Regions from separate parts of the Mus musculus genome. Here regions 1 and 3 are each linked to region 2. The links are chromatin contacts, called in public HiChIP or PLAC-seq and promoter capture Hi-C maps. All regions are on one chromosome and are shown on one strand. Each heading gives the region's core, a stretch centred on a gene start, on an enhancer-like site or on the middle of the called end of the contact. The rest is flanking DNA. Distances are from core to core; before and after follow the strand shown. Region 1 holds the start of Zdhhc12 (zinc finger, DHHC domain containing 12). Region 2 holds the start of Dolpp1 (dolichyl pyrophosphate phosphatase 1). Region 3 has its middle 13 kb from the start of Gm39783.

What was found. HiChIP or PLAC-seq counts read pairs in DNA pulled down with a chosen protein or histone mark. Capture Hi-C pulls out chosen DNA fragments and counts their contacts.
Region 1: a promoter capture Hi-C map of adipose tissue shows a contact between it and region 2. The contact joins the promoter of Zdhhc12 here to the promoter of Dolpp1 in region 2. A contact is called at or near these places in 1 of 39 promoter capture datasets (hematopoietic stem and progenitor cells), 4 of 115 datasets of contacts at active chromatin or transcription factors (Th17 cells, embryonic stem cells and pancreatic cancer cells) and 3 of 9 other capture datasets (adipose tissue, liver and pancreatic islet).
Region 3: a contact with region 2 is called in a FOXA1 HiChIP or PLAC-seq map of pancreatic cancer cells. The contact joins the enhancer-like site here to the promoter of Dolpp1 in region 2. A contact is called at or near these places in 2 of 39 promoter capture datasets (stem cell-derived epiblast-like cells and trophoblast stem cells), 2 of 115 datasets of contacts at active chromatin or transcription factors (extraembryonic endoderm stem cells and pancreatic cancer cells) and 2 of 9 other capture datasets (adipose tissue and liver).

The regions. Positions count from the first base shown.
Region 1 is chr2:30,091,727-30,095,987 of GRCm38.p6, forward strand. It overlaps Zdhhc12 (zinc finger, DHHC domain containing 12), which reads right to left and starts at 1,909. Exons shown (of 5, transcript NM_001037762.1): 1 at 1,763-1,909; 2 at 679-815; 3 at 262-339; 4 at 1-107. The coding sequence starts at 1,862.
Region 2 is chr2:30,390,211-30,394,148 of GRCm38.p6, forward strand. Dolpp1 (dolichyl pyrophosphate phosphatase 1) reads left to right here and starts at 2,044. Exons shown (of 8, transcript NM_020329.4): 1 at 2,044-2,302. The coding sequence starts at 2,227.
Region 3 is chr2:30,756,783-30,760,928 of GRCm38.p6, forward strand. No RefSeq gene overlaps it. Among named protein-coding and RNA genes, the nearest start is that of Gm39783, 13 kb to the right of the region's middle. Within about 2 kb of position 1,704, at least 173 of the 459 cell types and tissues checked have an H3K27ac peak or open chromatin away from gene starts, as enhancers often do. A contact at or near this core is called in adipose tissue, extraembryonic endoderm stem cells, liver and 1 more, where this site is marked.

The DNA of each region.
Region 1 (4,261 bases), core at 659-3,158, 300 kb before region 2:
AGCGGGTGGTTGCGTTCACCCACACAGTTCTCCATCCAGGGACAGTGGTGATCATAGCGCCGAACACAGCGGCGGCAATCACGACAGTGCCGGGCACGCAGGGGCTGCTGTGGGTACAGAGCGCAGTTTAGGCTTAGTGCTGCCTCCCCCGTGAGTCCTCCTTTGGGGAGAATGCTCAAGGCCATAGTCAGGTCCTAAATTTGGGAGGCAGGGTTAAGGATGGCCTGACTGCCCCCACAAGAGTATGTGTGTATCACCTACCAGCACCAGACAGTGTCTGCAGCGCCGGAGTGGGACGGCCTGAGGAACCATGGCTGCCTGTTCCTCCTTGGGCTCGCCCTGAAAACGAAACAAAGATTATGAGATTGGGGGTTCTCCTACCTTGGGAGGCAGACGATGCTGGGGCCATCTCTCTAGGTGCCACCGGTCCCCATTGTGCAGGACTTGGGGCCCATCTCATGTAGAGGGGACGCATGCACATGGCAGCATACTAGACGTCTGGTGACCTTTGTAAGACAGTTGTCCCCACATGGGTCTTGGGTGATGTCATCATTGTAGGAGCAAAAACACAGGGGTAGGCAAGAGGCTTCATCAAGATGCCCCCACACTGAGTGCAGCTCAGGGCTCAGCATTGAGGTCTCACTCCCCTGTTGGCCTTCGAGGTCCCTGCTTGCTTACCTGAGGCTGGGGCTGAGTAGTCACATAGCCGGGGTCCATGAGTGACACAGCCAGATAAAGCAGCAGGGAGCTTAGCACCAGGAGCAGGAATGTGAGGGGCAGGAGCAGCTCCCCTTGCTCTTCCCATTGGCGTAGCTCTGGGGAGGCCAGAGGACAGTGAGAACCATAGCAAAAGGGAAGGGCAGGAGGCGGTGGGGGTAGAAAGAAAGTAGCTGGAGGTGATATGGAGGCTAGACCTGAGGGAGGCAGGAGGAAGGGGGCTCCCCAGGGGAAGAGTCAGCCCTGGAAGAGGGTGGAGCCAGCCAGGAGCTCCAGCTAGGAAGGTGCCAGCCAGCCTGTTTAAGCCCATGGCAGTGAAGGAGGATTATGGAGAGGAGGGAGGGCTAAGAAGTGATGGACGTGGTGACACCAGACAGCTGAGCGTAGGCAACTCTGGTACCCTTGGGTGAAAGAGAGCCAAGGAGGTTTTGAAGGTGGCTGACTCCTGGTGTGGAAGCCTGAGGACAAAGGGCAAAAGCGATGGAGGAGGGCTACAGAGGAAGCCTCTGGTGGGCTCTGTTCCTTCTGGAAGGGAAACCTAGGAGGGGGCAGGAAGGGGGTGAAGGGAATGATGGGGAAAGGAGATGCTACCAGGCGAAGGTGGGAAACCTGCTCCTCGCTATAGTGGCGTCCCTTGGGGTAGTTAGTCGGCTCATAGGATTTGGGGAGTGGACCGGAAAGCCAAGTCCTTAAGTCTAGCGGATTTCTTAATCTTATTTAGGGAGGGGTTGGGAGGCAATTTCTGGGAAGGACAGGTAGAGCCCAGGGATGGGAGAGATGGGGCCTCTAGTTGGTCCTCTGATGGGCTCTGGTGGTCTTTGGATGGATGGACATCTATCGATGACAGAAAATTACTGGGATTAATTAGGGTCCAACTTGGGAATCAGGCGGAGAGAGGATGATCCCCGGACCGACATAGGAGAAAGACGCTTGAGGAACTGGTGGGAGATAGAAATGGAGATTTCAATGTGTCTGAGGATTAGGGGGACCCCGGTATACCCACGCGTGATCGGGTGGGCTCGGGGTGGCGCGGTGTCCGGCTCACCGGTGTCGTGCAGGAAGAGCACCAGAGTGATTCCCCAGGTCAGCACGGTGTGCCCAGTCCGCACCAGCATCCCAGAGTTAAGCGGCGGCCAAAGAGCCATGGCCTTGGCCCCCGCCCGAGCCCACCCGGAAGAAGCGCGCAGAAGGTGGGGCCGCGGGGCAGCGGGGCTGCAGCAACGCGGGGATTGGTGGCTCTGCATTAGAGGCGGGGCACGGGCGGCTCAGGGAGGCTGTCTATTGGGTGCCACCGGCGGCCCCTCAGGCCAACAGGTGCCCGAGGAGGCTGAAGGCGGGGCCCGCGCGCGCACAGCCTACAACTCCCTAACTCCGCCTCCTGTGGGCCAGGTAACTTTGCAAAACCCGGGAGGCGGAAGCCTCCGAAGACAACCCCACCCCCGCATGCGCATGCGTGCCCATCTTTGATCCCCGGAGGCCACGCGGAGCTTGCTCCCAAGGGGCGATGGGCCGGGCTTGCAGGAGGGCACGCCTTGATGACACACTTTCCTCTTATTCGTTTTCTGATTTTGCAAACGGATGATGGGAAAAAGGAGGGTTCTGGTGCGGAGTCTGGACACGCATGGCCCAGCTTGGAGTCAGAGAAATAATTGTCCGGCCTATGACTCTCGAGGCAAGTTACTGAGCTTCTTTAGGCTACTTTCTGCCTCTTCAATGGGGTTGGTAATAGTACCCGCGTCTTAGACAGGTATTTGTCTCCCCTGCTACCACCACGGCCCAACCAGACTGACTTTCTCTCCTTGTGTTCCTTGAACCTCCCCCATTCAGCTGACTTCCACCTGATGACCCTCTTCTAGCCCAAAGCCCAGTGTGCATGCTCTTGGGATTTGTTTTGGTCAAATAGACATCCCTTTTTCTGAAGAACTGACTTCCTATGGCCAGGGTGGTTATGGAAGGATTGGTTGTCCATCGTGTGTGCGCGCGCACGCACCCGCGCGAGTGTGTATTGGGGGACGGGGGGACGGGGGGCGGTTAGGGCCAATCATACTATTCCATATGAGATTAAACAGAGGCTGGGGATTAACACAATTGGTAGACTGTCTAGCAAGCACTAAAGGCTGGGTTATCGCCCCAGCATGGTATATATGATATGGTGGTACATGCCTGAAATCTCAACAAACTGGTGATAGAGGCAAGAAAATTCAAGGCCATCCTCTATACATGTGGAGGGAGGGGACTAAAGCCAACTAATTGTGTGACATAAAAGCTAGTTCCCAAAGAAGGGGTTGGGCTGTCCACACCTTTTTGTTGTTGTTAAAGATTTATTTATTTGTTTTATGTAAGTACACTGTCACTTAAGATACACTTAAGGGCATCAGATTGCATTACAAATGGTTGTGAGCCACCATGTGGTTGCTGGGAATTGAACTCAGGACCTCTGGAAAAGCAGCCAGTGCTCTTAACCACTGAGCCATCTCTCCAGCCCCTGCCCACACCTTTAATCCAATTCTTTGGGATGTAGAGACAGGCAAAGGGCAGCCTGGTCCACATAATGAGTTCTAGGCCAGCTGTCCATAGAAAAATAAAACAAAAAGATCAAAACAAAGTACACAACCATTTGTGAGTCAGGGAGTGTGTGTGTGTGCAAGCTGATGTGATAGCTGGCTCACAGAAATGAAAGGACAACCCTAGCTGTTGGCTCTCTCCTGCCATGTGGGTTCCAGGGACAGAAATCAGGTCAGCAGGCTTACAGGCTGACTGTGTGTGGATATTTTTCCTGAATGTATATCTGTGCACCATGTTCATGCCTAGTGTTTGCAGAGGTTCTAAGAGTAACCAGGTCCTCTGGAGTTACAGATGGTTATGAGCACCATGTGAGTGCTAGAAACTGAACTGAGGTCCCTTGCAAGAGCCACAAGTACAGTGGGGCATGGTGGTGCACGCCTTAATCTCTGTACTCAAAGGCAGAGGTAGCCTAGTTTTCATAGTTTCAGGGCAGCCAGAGCTACATAGAGAGAAAGGTCTTATTTTGGGGTGGGGCAGCTGGCTGGTGAGGCAGAGGCAGGTAAGTGGATCTTTGGAGTTTGAGACCAGCCAGTGTAGTCTACAGAACTACTTGTGTAGTTCCAAGACAGCAGGAATACACAGAGAAACCCTCATTGGGAGTGTGTGTGTGGGTGTGTGTGTATGTGGGTGGGATATACAAGTGCTCCTAACCACCAGGGCATCTCCCTAGCCAGTGGGGTGTTTTTGTTTTGGTTTTCCCATGGTGGTGCTTTTAATCCCAGCACTCTGAGGCCGAGAGGCAGGTGGAGTTTGAAGCCAGCCTGGTCTACAAAGCAAGTTCCAGGATGGCTAAGGCTACATACACCAAGAAACCCTGTCTCAATAAAAACAAAAAACAAAAAAATCAGTGTATTTATTTGTACTTTTTTGGGTGGGTGGTCTCTTCTCTCTCAATATATGGGTCCTGGGAGTGGAACTCAGTCTTAGTGGTAGGGCTCCTTGTGGCACAGCCAGTAAGAAAGATCCCTGGATGGGCAGC
Region 2 (3,938 bases), core at 794-3,293:
GCCAAGACCTCACTATGTGACCCGAGGGTTACCAGAACTTCTGATCCTCCTGCCCCTCTCAGGTTCTGGAATTACAGGCATGCTCCATCTGGCCTTTTTTTTTTTTTTTTAAAAGACAAATTCCTGCATGGGCTGGAATCCCAATCTCCTACCTTTACCTCCCAGTTGCTACAATTTTAGGGTGTCCACCCAGCTAAATATTTTATATAATTAAAAAATAGCAAAAGCAAGTGTGTGTGGCGGACCATACCATTAGTCTCAGCACTTGGGAGGCAGTGGCAGGTGGATCTCAGTGAGTTTGAGATCTGCACAACATCTACATAATGAGTTCCAGGCCAGTCAAGTTTACACACTGAGACCCTGCCTCGGGGGGAAAAAGATTCCTTCATTATTTACTTACCCTCAGAGCTTTCTGTACCCTCAGCACCAGCTATTCCCTCAGAGACTCAGTGGCTCAGCCCCACCCACCTCCCCCACAAGAAGTCCAGCTTTTCTTCCTGCTGGAGACTCGCCCCAATAACTCCCACACATTTTCAGTTCTTCATCTTGTCACTTCCTTAGGGATGCTCTCTCTGTGTTTCTGGGACTCTGAAGAAGGGCAAGGCAGCCTGACCTTCCATGGGTGCCCTCTCTCTCAGAGAACTATTCTAGGAAGCTCATGACCACGTCTCACACCTCTTTCTTTCAAAGGCTAATAATGACTTTGCCTGAGAGAGAGAGCTAAGGGCAGGTGACTAGGAGGTGGGCCCAGCTGGATAAGTTCAGGCTGGGTAGGGAGACGGAAGACAAGCTGAACACCACTGGGGGATTCTGAGTCCCCAGCCTACTTAGAGTAACCTACAATTCTGGCTTCCACGGGCTGCCAGACTAAGCCACTGTAGCTAGTGACCTCAGAACATAGAATATGGAGGGCCAAGGCTCCAACCTAGACCTACTGGGTACCCCCAGGTCTAAGGCAGACCCGGAACCTGCTTTTATTTTTATTTTTTTACTGTACATGCTCTGGGCCTTAGTCAGAGGTCAGAGAACCGTTGCATACTGGCAGAGGCAGACAAGGAAATAATTACAGTCAAGTGTAGCCAGAGATGAGGTAGGCAAAGGAGGTGCAATTGTGGGAGACCACTGGAACTCCCCCACCCCCTTTCTGAGGTAGCCCAGACTGGCTTCCAACTCACAGAGATCCCCCTGCTTCTGTGGAGGCCCTTCTCTTAATTTTCAGAACCTGAAGCTATGAACTGACAAGTCAGCCTGGGCCAGGCAAATGGGGCAGGAGTGTGTGTGCCCATTCCTTGCAGAGAAATTTGAGGAATTGGAATCTGGCCTAGACAGTAAGTAGGTCTGTCTGGAGAGAGTTGGTTCAGAAAGGGGACGTGGGTGGGAGGTGTGGCTGTTTCTTCAAGAATGTTTCTTCAAGAATGGGGAAACAGAGAAGGGTAGATGGAACATCTGGATTATACTGAAAATGGTCCCAAGTGGCCTCACTACGCTACGGCGTAATTGAAACGTATAGCATCCCATCTAAGATATCTACAATATGTGCTACATCCCAGAAGTGAGGACCAATAATTTTTTTTTAACAGAAAAGTTCCTTTGCGGAACTGCACCTCTTGTCTGTCAGTAAAGGGCAATAAAAAACTGCACTAGGTCTTTGACTTCAGTTTACATTTATGGACAGGAAGCCAGAACCTGGAGGACGAGGCAGAATGATGCTGGGGCAAGCCTAGCCTTCATAGTGAGGAACACATTTTTGTTTTCCAAATGGGTCGGTTGAGACCCGGTGGTGCTGAGGCTGCTCCTCCACTGCGCTCTGGGTTCTCAGGAGCTTTAACTCTGGGCGCAGGTGCCAGCCTAACCAAAGCTCCCACCAAAGTACAACACGCCCCCCGAGATAGCGCCTGATTGGCTCGCCCTTCCCACACGCCGAGCTAAGCTTACCTTTTGATTGGCTGTTCTGCGCTCTGTCCTGCGCTGCGAGTGCTCCATTCTCTTGATTGGTTAGTCAACTACCTGAACTCGCACGGGATTGGACACTGGCAAAGCTGCGCGAGTCCCCGCTCTCTGATTCGCCGCACGGGCCAGCCTCACGACCTGCACACTGAATGGCTGCGCCACTACCTGCAATCGGCCTCGGATTGGGTGCGTGGCGTCTCCCCGGCGTGATAGGTCAGGACCACCGCCCCCCTTGCTCCCCATTGGCTGCTCTGCGAAGCCCGGTCTCCGGGTAAGATGGCAGCGGACGGACAGTGCTCGCTCCCCGCTTCATGGCGGCCAGTGACCCTCACCCACGTCGAATACCCTGCAGGTAAGAGCCTGCCCCGGCTCCGAGGACGTTCTCCTCGAGCTGCCGCCACAGCCCCGGGCGTTCCGGGCCGCGCGGACCGCCTTCGGGGCGCCTTGGAACCGCGGTGGGAACTGTCAAACAGCGAGCCTTGGAGGGGCTCGGCCGGCGCGCGCGCCGCGCAGGCGCAGTGAGGCGGCGATGAGCAGGGAGAAATTGCGAGCGGCTCGCTCGTGTGCTCTGCGGCTGCGCGGCCGAGTCGCTCTCCGGGGTCCCGGGGTGCTGGTGGGCTGTCCTGGGCCGGGGGAGGGTCTGGATAGGGCGGGCGAGGATCTGGGCCTGGACTTTGTCCCTTGTGCCCCGCCCTCCCCCGAGCCAGAGAGGCCGCACTCCTGCTCGGCTGTGCAGGGAGTGACAGTTTCCTTCACTACGCTGCGGGCTGCTCACTGGAGAAAGCTCCCAGTTGCAGGGAGTGTGCAAACCCAGGCCAGGTTTGGGAGAATTTGCGGCGCCACGCCCTGAGCAGCGCGGCAGAGGCCAGCCGCCAAGGGGGCATGCAGCCCCTGGGAGCCTGACTTGTAAGAGCTTCCATCTGACACGCCTCTGGGAGTGCCCGCCTCTCTGGTGGGAAGGTCCATTAGCCATGGTTCTGAAGTTCCGGCTCGGCTCCATAGAGTGGAGCGGAGCGGAGCTTAGGCCTTGGGGTGAGACGTTTCCGGGCTCCAGGGTAGGCACCACCCCTCCAGTCACTTCATCTTAAGTGGCTCCAAGTACAGTGTCTCCTTTCTGTAATGGTGTGTGACTCAAATGACCACAGGCCTAAGAGGTGCTGGGCACAGAGCCTGGCCCACAGTGGACACCCAGTAAATACCTGTAGTTTATCTCTCTAGCTTGCCAGCACCCTCCCTGGATAAATGTTTGTTGCTGAGCAGCCGGGGCCCCCTTGCTGGCCTCTGGTTGTCCAGGAAGGGCCTGTCCTCTTGGGTAGAGGGCCTGAGAACTTGGGTCTGCTGAGAACACAGGGCCACAGGCCAGGAGAACTTTGCCTCTGGGTGTTCTGGGTTATACTTAAGGTGTGGCAGTCCAGGGATGGGCCCTATCAAAGTGCCTGTTCATTACCCAACCACCCATCCATCCATTCATTCTGCATTCCCTTAGCATAGCATCTCCCGGGTGCAAGGCCCTGGGCCAGCTCGGGGTTTGGAATGATGAAGTCCCTGCACTCTTGTTCTATGGAAAGTCTCTGCCCCTGAGGAGGGAAAACAGGCCTGGTGAAGGGGAGAGACCTGACTGGGGTCTCCACAGCTTCCCGACTCTCCGTCCTTGGCGTCAGAGTAGCTTCTTGGAGGGCTCATGGCCTTTCAGGTGAGAAGAGCCTGCAGCTGTGAACACCATAACACATACAAGGCTGTGTGTGCTGTGGGGGCTGGTTGAGCCCGAGGATATCTGGCAAGGTACCCCTGCACTTGATGTCGCTCACTACACTGAACATGCTTCCTTCATGCCTGAGTCCTGTGGCGTGTCCTACATTGCTACACTCAAGACAGTAGGTTATGGAGACCTTGTCACTACCCTAAAGTACAGAGGGCAAAGAGAGGCCCCACACAGCTACTTACACTAGCCAGTGGGTCACCATGTCCCAGTCACACATCTCAGCAGG
Region 3 (4,146 bases), core at 454-2,953, 370 kb after region 2:
CGGCAGCCACAAGCCACAAGGTGCAGGGGACATCTCTTGGTTAGGAACGTGTTTGCCTGGGACACATAAGGACCATGGAAAATCCAGGTGGCACGACATCTGTAATTCCAGGGCTGAGAAGGCAGAGAGAGGAGAAGCCCCCAGAGCTCACTGACTTGCCAGCCTTGCCAACTGGGCTCTAGGTTCAATGAATTCCCCAGTCTCAAAAAATAAGTTGGGGGCTAAGAAGATGGCTTGGAGGGTAAAGTGCTTGGGGACAAGCATAAGTCTCTGAACCTGGGTCTCAGAACCCGTATAAGAACCGGCACAGCCGTACATGCGCCTGGAATCCCAGCACAAGCTTTCTGTTAGCCAACCTTAATCCGTTATGCAGAGGTGATTGACAAGAGAGACCACACCCCAAGCAAGATGGAAGGCGATGAAACCCGAGGTTTCCCTCTGACCTCCACACACCCTGTGGCATGTGAGGGCCTGCACTCATACACACAAACACTATGTTCCCTTCCACTATGTAGCAAGTTTAAAGCAGTCTAGGATCCATGAGTTTCTGTCCCAAAATAACCAACAAACTTGACCGCAAAGCTAATGGTAGGGGAGCCAGCTAGAGGGAGAGACCTTTGGGGAATGTCCTAGAAGGGGCAGCCTTACCTTGGATCCCACAAACCTGATTCTTAGCTTGAAGGCCAAGCCTAGGTGTGTCCCTGCCCCCAGACATTCAGTCTCAAGTTCCCATTGCCTAAGGCAGTGGTCCCCTGCGTTGAGACTTGTATTTGTGAAGCAGATGGAGGTTGAGCAGGCGTAAAGTTCAAGGCTGGTCCTGTCCCAACCCCTACTAGTTCAGAGGGCTCTTGTGAGCTGGGACTTGAACCCAGAGTCTTGGTTTTTTTGTTTTGTAGTTAATATTTATTTGCTTTCTGATCTGTGTATCAGGTCTATGGCTGGTATCTGAGAAGATCAGAAGAGACTGTCAGATGCCCTGGAACTGGAATTGCAGATCCTGTGAGCCACTGTGTGGGTGCTGGGAATTGAATGTGGAATCCATGGTCTTGTGTCCATTAATTATGTCTTTACTTCAGCACTACTACACTGAGTCCCTGCCTCGCTGACCCAGAACACAGCACCGTTAGCCAGCCATTGCCAGGAGACAAGAAGAGTCTGAATCTCCCGTGTTCCCCCTCTCCTTGGACTGCACTTAGTGCATACTGGGTAAGCTTGGTTTCCAGGCCCTGGGGGGTTTGGAGAGAGACTGTACTCCTAGTCCAGCAGGGTTCCCCAAGTATACATGCACACATACATGTTTGCTTGGCCACTTGTCGGGGAAGCACAGGGAAAGGACAGGACAGCACACGCCGAGTACTACCAATGCTAGAGATGGGAAGGGTAGAAGTAGGAGGATCAGAAGTTCAAGGTCACCTTCACAATGATCAAGTTGGAGGCCAGCCTGGGCTACATGAGATGCCATCTCAAAAAGTAAAGCATGGTTTGGGCTGTGCAGGAAAAAAATCAGTCCAACCCACCCCCTTCCTGCAAATTCCTGACCAGGTTTGGCTAGGCAGAGATCAGATCCACAGCAGTAGCAGCAGTTTCAGACTCTGGGGGTCAGGGGAATCCCAGACGGTGTTATCTGCAAAGTGGTGTGTGTCTCCTCCAGAAGCCTAAGCAAGCATTGGCCGTTGTCCGGTAGGGGGTGGGAATTGGACCGGAGCCAGAAGCAGGAACCAGACTTTCCGCTGGGCAGGGCTCCGCAGCTGGGCTGTAACTAGAGTCTCCTGGGTTTCTCAGGGGCAGGACCCCCTCAGGTCTGGAATGCAGCCTGGGCCCAGGGAAGGCTAACAAATGGTGAAGGCTTTGAAATCTCAGCTCCGCCCTCTCTCGGGGTTGAACAAACAGCCCCTCCTCCCACCTCTGTTGGAAGCGCCCAACCCTAGGCTGCCACTCAAGTTTCTCCTCGTCCTCAGGCTGGGGTTACAGCTGCCCCATTCTGCGGGCCTCTGTGGTCCCAGGACTGTGGGGAGAGAGAAGCAGAAAGACTCAGGTCCCCTCTCCCTGCCTTCTCGGGGTTCTGACCCGAGCTAGATTCTAACCCTGGCTCACTAGGAAGGGCCAGATTCAGCAGGGAGAAACGGGAGAAGTGGCAGGAGCTCCCTCACCCCCATAAGGAATGTCCAGCGTAGAATTCTATTCTCAAGCGCCAGGAGCTGGACTGGCCAGAGAACGTTTGTTTGCATTTCAGCAAAAACCTCCTTTGTCTAATGTTGTCTAGCAGTTCCCAGGAGTTGAGGTGGAGGGAGGAAGGTGTGGCCCTGAAACTAAGGTGCCACACCCCACACCCACCACACCGTGTAGAAAGCACTGGGGGCTCAGGCTTCATCAGCTTCTTATACGCAGGGTTCCAGCTGAAGAGCTTTTCCCAGAGACCTTGATTCTGAGAGAGGTGCGCACACAAGGCCTGCCCCAGCTCCAAGGTCAGGGAATTGAACCCTAGAGTGTTCTTTAAAAGTGCCCTGCCCACTTTCCAAGGAAGCCCTTTCTTCATTCCTAAACCCACCTTGGAGTCCCGCTCTCAAAGAGCCCTTGCTTGCCTAGATTCAGTCCATAACTCTGTAGTCTCCTGCCCGTGTGCTCCCAAGACCTCACCTCATTCCAACCCTTTCTCTTCATCTCCACCCCATCCTCAGCGACATGGGTGCCAGGACAAGCCTCCAGCTCTCCCTAGCTCTCTTAGTCCTTCCTGGGCTCCCAGCCCACACTTCATGGCTTGCCTCTTTGGCCCCTTCTGAACAACCATGTTCACAAACATGGTGCAGGAGCAGACTACTGGAGGTTCAGGGAGACCGGTGACACTGGAGACCAACCCTGATGTGGATGGAGGCTGGCTTGCTGCCACCAACCCTAGAGGGACAGAGTGTGCCATGGGCAATGGGCTGAGCGAGTTGGGGTAGGGTCTGCAGGTCTTTGCCACCTCTCCAGGCCAAGTCACCAACTAGTCCCATATACCCTCTGCTGCAGACAGAGCGTTCTGGATGGTCCCTAAATTGTTAAATCCTCCAGCCAGGCCACCAGGCCTCAAGGGCCCTGCCCATTGCTAGACAGAGTGGCATTGTGTGTTTGTGTGTTTGTGTGTTTGTGCACACGCGTGAGGATGAATAACAGCCTCTCCTTCATGTGTAGGGTTCCTCTCTTGCCAGTCCTTCTGCCTTCCCAGGAAGAATTTCCCCCAGCTTTCCACAGGCCATTAACTCAGTGCCCTGACTTGAGGAGTTAATGAGTAATTCGGCTGGACAGGGTCTGACCTCAGACTGACCTTGGGTCCCCTGCATCCCTGCAGCTTGCTTTCCTGGTAGAGTATGTGACAGTTTTGGGGTGAGCCCAATAGTGGGCTCTGAGTTTTGAGCACCCTGCCCCCAGTCACCCTATTCCTGAGCCTCAGTTTCCCAACAGTCTTAGGCAGGTGTCCACTTGTAATCAAGAGACAGTTGAACCCATGAGGACCCTGTAAGTAGCCTCTTTGTCATGTAAAACCGGGCTGGAGCAGTGGCTGTGTCTGGCAGTCCTGGAGGAGGGCGGGTGGCCTGACCCCTGGCTTCCTCTGCTGGGCCTCACCTCCTTGCTGACACTGAAGAAGCAAAAGAATTGAGAAATCTGGGGCAGCTGTGTGAATGCACACTGCTGAGGAGGAGCAGCCCCTGGTAACTTGGCAAGCTGGTAGCTCGCTCGCTCGCTCAGCCGAATGGGCTGAATGAGTGGGCCAGAGCCTGAGCGTGAGCCGGAGCCCAGGGTGCCCATGGGTATCACCCAGCCAGAGGTAAAAGGGCCTGGATGTCTGGGAGGTGGGAGAAAGGTTAGTAGATTCAAGAGGCCAATGCCTCACTTTGGGCCAAAAAGAAATACATGGTGTGGTGGGGTTGCATTTTTTTAATTAATTAAATTATTTATTTAGTGTCTATGTGAGCCAGCCTGTTGTGTGAGTGTGTGTACGCATTCACGTGGATACTCATGCAAGTCCGTGCCCACTTGTTATAGAGGTCAGAGGTCAAGGTCAGATGTCTTCATCAATCACTCGTCATGAGGAACTCCTTAACCAAACCTCAGCCAGCTAGCTAGACAACAACTCACAGGAGTCGGTCCTTTCCTTCACCGTGTGAA